Regions from separate parts of the Gasterosteus aculeatus genome. Here region 1 is linked to region 2. The links are chromatin contacts, called in public Hi-C maps. All regions are on one chromosome and are shown on one strand. The core of a region is the stretch at or near the end of the contact, and the rest is flanking DNA. Distances in the headings are between cores, read along the strand shown. Region 1 has its middle 6.1 kb from the start of eif4ea. Region 2 has its middle 24 kb from the start of cxcl14.

The links. Hi-C and Micro-C count contacts between places; a contact is called where the count stands out from the background.
Region 1: a Hi-C map of skeletal muscle shows a contact between it and region 2, with 6 times the contacts expected there. The contact joins two enhancer-like sites. A contact is called at or near these places in 2 of 6 Hi-C or Micro-C datasets (both in skeletal muscle).

What each region holds. Positions count from the first base shown.
Region 1 is chr4:1,805,606-1,809,742 of fGasAcu3.hap1.1, reverse strand. No RefSeq gene overlaps it. Among protein-coding and RNA genes, the nearest start is that of eif4ea, 6.1 kb to the left of the region's middle. Within about 2 kb of position 2,407, at least 1 of the 9 cell types and tissues checked has open chromatin away from gene starts, as enhancers often do.
Region 2 is chr4:1,478,006-1,482,413 of fGasAcu3.hap1.1, reverse strand. No RefSeq gene overlaps it. Among protein-coding and RNA genes, the nearest start is that of cxcl14, 24 kb to the right of the region's middle. Within about 2 kb of position 2,438, at least 2 of the 9 cell types and tissues checked have open chromatin away from gene starts, as enhancers often do.

The DNA.
Region 1 (4,137 bases), core at 1,158-3,657, 330 kb before region 2:
CAAACGCTCCTTTGCAATAAAGCCTCCGTGTAATTAACTCAATCAATCAAGGCTCATTCCTCGCTAAGGAGGCAATTAGATGAAGGTTTTATCTCACAGGGTAAAACACGAGAAGCTTTCGCTCCTTTAAGCGACTGTTCGGCGCTACGGGAACGTTCCTTAAATGTAGATGGAAACGCAAAGGAGGAAAACGGTGGATTTACTTCAACGGCTTTCGCTGCAGGCTTCTTAAATATGAAGAGTATTTGAAAAACACACGCGTGTGTAGTTGCACATAATGCCGGAGCAGTCAGTAATAAACTGTATAATCCTGTTTTCATAGTTGTCTCTGAACAAAGATGTTGGCCCTTTGTTAATATTTCAACCATGAAACTATTTAACATGTGCAGGTATTTTCAGAGCAGTAAAACATATCCGGCTGATTTGTTTCTGCTGCGTCTTTCGTCCCCTTACGTTCAGCAGGCGAATGAACTCACTGCAGGTACAGCGTCTCCCTCGGGCCTCGCGAAGCCCTACTGGTTCAGATGAGTCCGGTTATCTGGCCATTTATCGTGTGTGTGTGTTACGTAAAGCAATCATGTGTCCGTTTTATAGCCCTTCTACGAGAACAAAATGTGATGAAATGTGTTAATGTAATAAAGTCTTGTGAGGGATAATTATTATTTTCCCTCCATAATGTAGCTCATGCATCAAGGATTTGTAAAAACATGCACATCTGATTACACCCTGACTAATTATTTCATTATCCAATTCTTATTTTGCGGTCTTCTCTTCCGCCGGCTGCCGCTTCGACGCCTTAAAAAAAGCCGATGATGCAGAGCGCTGGCGATCCTCTCTGGGCAGCGCTTTTCCGTATTGATTTATGCTAAAGTATTTCCCTCCTCTGGGCCCCTTTTCACTGATTGGCACCTTTTAACCCAACAGCCGACACCCAAGGTTTTGTGGGTTTGACGACGCGGAGGTCCTGACGGATGGAAGCACTAACCCGAGGGGAACACACACGTGCTCATCTTTCAGGTTGCAAAAGGCGAGCAAAGGCCAGACCACGTGCGTCTGTTATGCAGCTGTTTAAGGCTTTTTGGGCGAGGTGGAAATATTATTCACATCCTCAAGTAGGAGCCCGTCAATGTCCGTTAAAATAAGATGTGTATTCAAAATACAAATGAATACACAAGCAGCTTGTTCATTTTGCTGCAGATCCAGGTGGGCGCATGCAGAGTAATCAAAAGTCTGATTGAATTGTCGCAGTCAGGAGGAGGCCTGGGAGGACGCGTTTGTCACTTTCCACTTAGCGTGTAGCTTATGCTGTGAGTCACGCTGCATGCTGCCGCTAGCAGTGACTTACAGTGAGTGGACTTGGGCTCAGCGGCCATCTCATCAAGGAGATCTCGGACGTCTGTGAGCACGTGGTGCCGTTCCGCGGTCTAAAGCCCACACTCACGAGCATGTACGTCATCAACGGGATGGCGTTATGCGTCACGCTTTTGGCATTTGTTTGGTAGTGACGACATTGCCACTTGTGGGTTCTTTTAATACGTTCACGTGTGGCCTACTTTTTTACACCAATAGTTGTACTTTTATTTGAGTAAAATATCCCAGTACTCTTTCTATCCCGACATTTGTAAAGTTGGGCGCTAGTGGTGCGCGCCGAGGCTTCAGACAGCGTTCCGAATTGGTCCCAGCGGTATTGGATCGTTGAGGTCATGCCTCTCTGCTCAGTTTATTTCAAACTTTTGAAAAAAAAAAAAACCCCGTTTCAGACTGCTGCGTGCATCTATCTATCCAAATATCTCCGCTGCTCACCTTTTGTTGCCATAGGTAATAAATCACGAAACGGTGCACTCGGGTGGGATGGTGACAGTGGTGCTCTGCTTGTCATAAACCGGCCACAGGGAGGCAGTGTAGCCACACGCTGGACCTTCAGCCTCCAAGCCTTCCATCCTCCTCCTCCACCGTTTTGGTTGGTTAAATTGGGCTTTCCACTGAGTGCGTCGGTTGCACACACAACGGGAAGAAGATATCTGTAAATAGCAGCTGTGTCTCTCGTTCCCATATTTATTTATATACCTCCCCCGCCACCCCCCCCACCAAGCAGAGAATCCGCATTACAATGCCTCCCCTATCGCCTCGGGCAACCGTCGGCCTCCTGCTCACCAGCCTCCTGTGCAGCGTGCAGGAGGGACCGGGCGAGTCAAGCCGCGCTACCTGCCCTTGACTGATGTTTTCGTACCACCACCTATGCACGAGTGCCGGAGTTCTAAAAGCCGGTGACACGACGCCTCTCTGGACCGGGCGGCGGCAGAGGAGGCTGCAGATGGCTCTTTGCATCTGCGGGAGGTGCCGACTCCCTCTGTGCGGCGTGACAGATGTGTCACTTAACCGTTTCTCCTCAGCAGCACCAGGAGCGGCCTCTGAAGGACCTTGAGCCGGGCTCGGCGGGTGTAGGCCCTCATCCACGGCGCTGCTGACCGGCTCCCAGAGGCGCCGACGCCGCCGCCATCAAGTCGTCTGAGCTGGAGGCCCCCGACCGACTTCATGTCGCACGAGATCATAAGAAGCAGGTTTAGAGTCAGTGTCGCGGGAGTTCCATTGACGTGTTGCACATTTAAATATGTTTAGATGAACCTGGATTACTAATCCGTTGTGGTGGCAGGCATGTAGTTAGTTTTGATTGCTCTCATAAATACTTTTACATACTGTGTAACAAGCCCTCTACCACTTCAACGATACAGAAAAATACTACATCTCAATTATGACACATTACGATCTGGTGACCTTTTGTTTTAATATTCAGGATTTTGAAATTGATTCGGTTATAAGTGAGTATTAGTGGCTTTAAATATTCTTTACCTAACAACACAAAACAACACCCACCAATTTCACTTCTATATCTCAAAACTCGACGTCACACAACAAATATTTGTTCTGTGACGCAGGCGTCTTTTGGGTGTACAAACAGCCCCTATGAGTGTAAAGACGGTAGCGTTGGCGCCATGGATATGTACATGAAGGCTGGATGTCTTACGCACATGGCGGCCTTCTTGCCACAGTGAGCTCGCTCACCCACAACATTGTGTTGGTAGTAATAAATAATAAGAACTTATAAATTTATTATACTTATGAATACTGTTCTGTTTAATGTTATTTTCATGTGAAAACCCATGTTTATAATCATAATTATTCATAAGCATGCAGTGTCATAAATACATCTCTATACAGGATTTCAACATGCAGCATTTCTTGATGTGGATTTGTAAAGGGAGATCTTGTACCTATTTTAGAATGTTATTCTATTTTAAAGGACATAACATAATTATTCACATCTCTGACGTTCATAACAAACCAAACCGTTTAAAAATTGGTTGAAAAAGTTATGGTGATTTAAAAAATACATGTATACCATTACCAACACAATGTTATGTGAGCGAGCTGCCTGTAGCAAGATGGCCGCCTTGTGTGGACGAGACATTTAGCCGTTATACATATATATATATATATATATATATATATATATATATATATATATATATATAGAGAGAGAGAGAGACATCTAGCCTTTATATATATATGACATCTAGCCTTTATATATATACATATATATATAGAGAGAGAGAGACATCTAGCCTTTATATATATATATATATATATATATATATATATATATATATATATATATATATATATATATATATATATATATATATATATATATGTATATATAGAGAGAGAGAGACATCTAGCCTTTGTATATATATATATATATATATATATATGACATCTAGCCTTTGTATACTTATCTATGGTTGGCCCCGTTTCAATCTGCAGCGATGTGCTTTGTTCGATAAACCACTTTGGGCCCGAGTTGTTTGATGGACAAGGCTTTGTAAATACATTGAACTTTTCTTGACTCATTGGAAATGAGGAAGCTGTGTGGCTAATAGCAGCTAACACTGGGGCGTGCGCCTCATATTTACCCTCATAATTGCTTCAAACAGCGGCTTGCTCGAGGATGCGGGAGGCGTTTTACTACCCAAACAAGCAAACCGGGCTTCTGGTGCTGCCGTCGGTGCCGTTCATCATCCACGTCTTGTGCATAAATTCTTTTTTTGTAACAGCAGTTCATCAACTTGGTAATCA
Region 2 (4,408 bases), core at 1,189-3,688:
GCGGCACAGTTGTTGACGCCGAGCTGTGAGTCACTTTGCACAAACAAGGGCCTCAGAAGTACGATGAACTCTGTTTATCCTCAGAGGGAAGTGGATAATTGCAGCTGCAAAAAACAGAAACGGGCGCTGCCCCTCCATCAGAATGCGATTATAGAAAGTGACTTGGTGTTTCCTCAGAGGATGACAGGATGTCAGAGGGCTCGAGTAGTACTACTTTGGAAGCAGGATGTGCTGTGTGTGAATGTTGTTAGCAACACATGAGACACTCTGATGTGCTGACCTCAGACCAGCATTCCACACCGCAACGCTTTGTGGAGACCTCTGCAAAGATCAGCCTCTGCCAGCTCTTTTCAACCTTAACGCTTTAAAGATCTTAAAGGATCCTTGGACAAGCACGTGATTTCATCGTAAATGTTCCATTTGAATCCCGCTGGCTCCGTGAACAGACAGCGCCGCTGGAGCCTGCACAAGCCAGACGGGCTGGTCTTCTCCCAACGCAACTTTGACCTTCTCAGAGAAATCTCAGAGAGTGTTCCAGGAAGCATATTCGCTTTCAAATGTTGTAGATTCTATCTGTGCAAGGATCACAGAGATGGGGCTACTTAAGATTAAGAATGGGAGAGCAACGGAGGTGTCACGTTGAATACAGAAAATCTATAATAAGATAAAGCTTTGCCAGGTTAGAGATAATAGCAAAGGTTAGCTGATAAAAGGGTAACACCGCGATCTTGTCGGATGTTCTTCGCCTACACGTTTGCTTCCTCCAGATGAAAATCCCCGTGTATAATGAAGACCACATATAAGCTGCCAACACATCTCTCTAGAATGAATTAAGCCTCAAATGATTTTCAAATGCCAAGAAGCTGCATAGATGGAAGGAAATACCCAGAGGAAGACAGAGACCCATCACCAACACAGGAACAAACGTAGACTAAGCAGATATAAAATAATCTTACTGCGCTTTTGCATGAACTCCTCCTGAGGCGAGCGTGTGCATCAGAAGGCAGCGGCCGGGGCCCCTAATGACTGTAGAGCTCTGACACTGTGGACGTGTGGCCCTCTGAGGCCTTTCGGGCTCACAGGGAGCAGCAGCACTATTCAATATTTACCTTATCTTTTCTGTTCGGCTCGTCTCGGAGAGAAATCCTGTTTTTTAGCTGTAGAATTTGACAACTCACTTAAACAGCGGCCCCCCCCGTTTCGTTCCTTCCTTCTTCCTCCCCCACCTCCTCTCTCCTGCTTCCTGTGCTCTCAGAAGAAGGTGATAAGTACCTCTGTAGCTGCCAGCCCGATGTGTTCTCGTGATACCCAGGCACAGCTGCGATCCGCACGGGAACGCACTCGCAAAGCACACGCGGGAATGAGCGCGCGCCCACGCCGCAGGGGCTGCATCTCACACGCCAGCCGCCGCTAAAAAACGCCGCAGCCCTACGGAGAGGCTGCTGCTCCGCCTGACTGTCGCCGCGTCGTCTCACCGAGGACGCTCGCGTCTTCATGCGCTGCTTTGTGTTTAAAGTAAAGTGCATGCACGCGTTGCGACTGACTGCCGCTCACACTGTCGGCGCGTCCCGCTGCAGGCCGCTATGGCGGGCGTCGCACCCAGCTAGCAATCAGCGGCATGGGGGGAAAAAAAACTCACTTTCTTGTTGTGAAACGGCCGCTCGGTAGATCGGTAGAAGCTGATCGCGGAAGCTGGAGCCCATTACTACGACAGCGACGTGCTTCTTCTCTCCTGGTGGAGCGCACGCTCTGTGATCAGCCAACGGGAATCATTTTTCAATGAAATGGAATTTTAATTGAATCCTTGCGGAGGTTTTCGGCCGGCACCTGGTCAGCGCGGCTCGTCGGGCGAGCCAAGACGGAGAGCCCCTTCCTCCAACATGGCACCCGCACTTAGTATCTGTCAGCGGCCGCGCCGCATCTCCTCAGGCTCCATTAATCAGAAGCCCACCTTTGGAGAGTTGCGCCCTGGCCCGCACTTAAAGGTACCCGCCGCCGTCTGTGCCAGCGGCAACCCTGGCAGGGCACAAGTGGAACAGGTTGGCCGGGCTCGGCGGGGGACGGGGGGGGGGGGCAAGGTGGTGTTAATGCAGACTCGCCGAGTCGATTTCCTTTGAGGGAGATCCAATCCGGTGGCGCAGCGTGGCGCCCAGGAAGCGCCGGAGCCTCCGACTGATGCAGTTTCTAATTCTATCCGTTCCATATCAGCGGGGGAGGAGTGGGTGGGAGGGTCGGGGGGGGGTTTGTGCCAGGGACTAACCTTCCATTCTGCTCTGTGGTCGCTGAGGAAATGGTAGGGCCATTGACTAAAGAAGCCCGTAGGCGATCGATGAAGGCGTTGAGAGCGACTGCAGCGCCTCGTTTGTCGGCGACGCGCATCCTGCCGGACTCTCACCATCCGGTTAAACGTGTACCGCTCGGCGGATGCAACACACGTCTGCTTAGAGCAGGTCAGAGGACGTGCTGTGGGATCCTGCTGGAGGCCTCTGATACGTTGCTGCCATCTAGTGTAGAAACACGAGTCCTGTGAAACAGGCTCATTAGCATTCTGACGGCGCTCGCAGGGAAACGTTTGAGATGATTGTATAGGTTTGGATTTAATGAGGACTGTAAAGGGTCCACGGCTAAACTTCTAATTTAATGAAAAGATAAAAAATCATTTCAGTGTTATTTATGACAAATCTTTGCTTGTGTTAAGCAGGCGGTAAGACTTTAATTGAATCAGTCATTTGTATAGTTGAAATAGAATTAACTTCTATTCTTTGGACAAAGATCTGCTTCTCTCAACTTAAAGTCGGCTGCTATTTTGTTTTAATACTTTACTTTTCTTTGTACCATGAAGTTTATTTCATAAACCTGCTTTTGTTGTTATATTTGCTTCCCCTGTTTATCTGCTTCCTTGATTACGCAAAAGCTCCTGGGCTTTCAGAGGCAAACATTATTGATAAATGTATTTATGAATATCACCGTGCTCTGGTTATAATACCTATTATCATTATTCCTTCTAATATCCAGCGCGTCTTTAACAAGTAATCATCTGCATTTACATTTATTGTTATCGTCTAATCATCAAAACCTTGAGGATTTTACTTTTTTGATGAAATGAAAACGGCTACAAATGCGCAACAAACCCATCAAACAGAACAAAGCGGTCGCCATAGCAACACTTTGCTTTCATACGAACCAACATGTAGGCCTGAAACAAAACACTTCTCCATCGATCCCTTCTGCTGAGCTTCAGCACTCGGGACAGCGCCACCCAGACACACACACAGACACACACACACACACACACACAACTCCGTCTCAGAATAACTCATATTATTTGATGTGGATGCATGATGAACAATGTTGGATTAATAACCTTTATCTCCGGGTTGCCGTGGCAACGGTGGAAGCTTAGAAGCATTCGGATGAGCATCTACTGTCCTTTTCTCACCACTGCTTCTCCCTCCATTTCAACCAGACGTGTTAAATTAATGAGGAAGAAGCATGTTGACTTTCATCCTCAAACAAACATTATATCAATGCCTCCGTCTGGGGGGATAAAGAATCATCAAAGGGAATAAATGTTTGAAGGTTTAATTCTCCTCCAGAGACCTGCTGGTGAGATGGTGAACAACATCTCTGAGAAACTCATTTTTCTCATTTTTCTCCCACTAATGTGTTGGAGCAGGACTTTTTAATGTGAACCTCACGGACCGAGGGATCTTTTTCCTTTGTAATTACAGTCACATTAATTTATTATTGACCCGTTCCTCTTTGATTTTCACCCCTCTGCTTGTTGTTTCTGCTTCGTGTCAGCACTTTCACTTCGACCTCCTCCAGCGTCAAAGCAGATCTCCTCTAACTTTCTTCCTTCATCCTCCTCCACTTGTCTTTCAAAGGTTTTTTTTCCATGCGTTCAAGAGATCATGATTTTGGGGAATTGCCTTTATCAGGGTTTCTGTCTTCTTCATCGCTGGCCTCTCCTTCACAGATCTTCCTCATTTCCTCCCCCTCTCTCTCTCTGGTCTCTCTCTCGTCTTTCAGCCTCTTCAACATCTCCTCCACTTGCTCAGATTCCTTCTTTTGCTTCCGTTTTTATTAATCTTTTCATGCCCTTCTCCTTTCATCTGCCTCTGTAGCTCACTGGTTCGCTTGCAAAGATTTTTGAGGTCATCATGAAACTTCTTCAGCTGCTCACTTCTTCCCTCCATTCCTTCTGCTCTCTCTCCTTCTTACTTTATTCCTCCAGCATGTTCCCTTTCTCATTCCTCCTCTCTTAAGTTCGTCCCCATTTTCCAACAGTTGCGCTTTCACATCCTATTCTAATTTCTTTTTCTATATGAGCGCTTTGTATTTATCGTTATTTCTTGCTGTTGGCGTCTGCACACCGCACTGCATTTGTTTATTTGTTTATTAGATT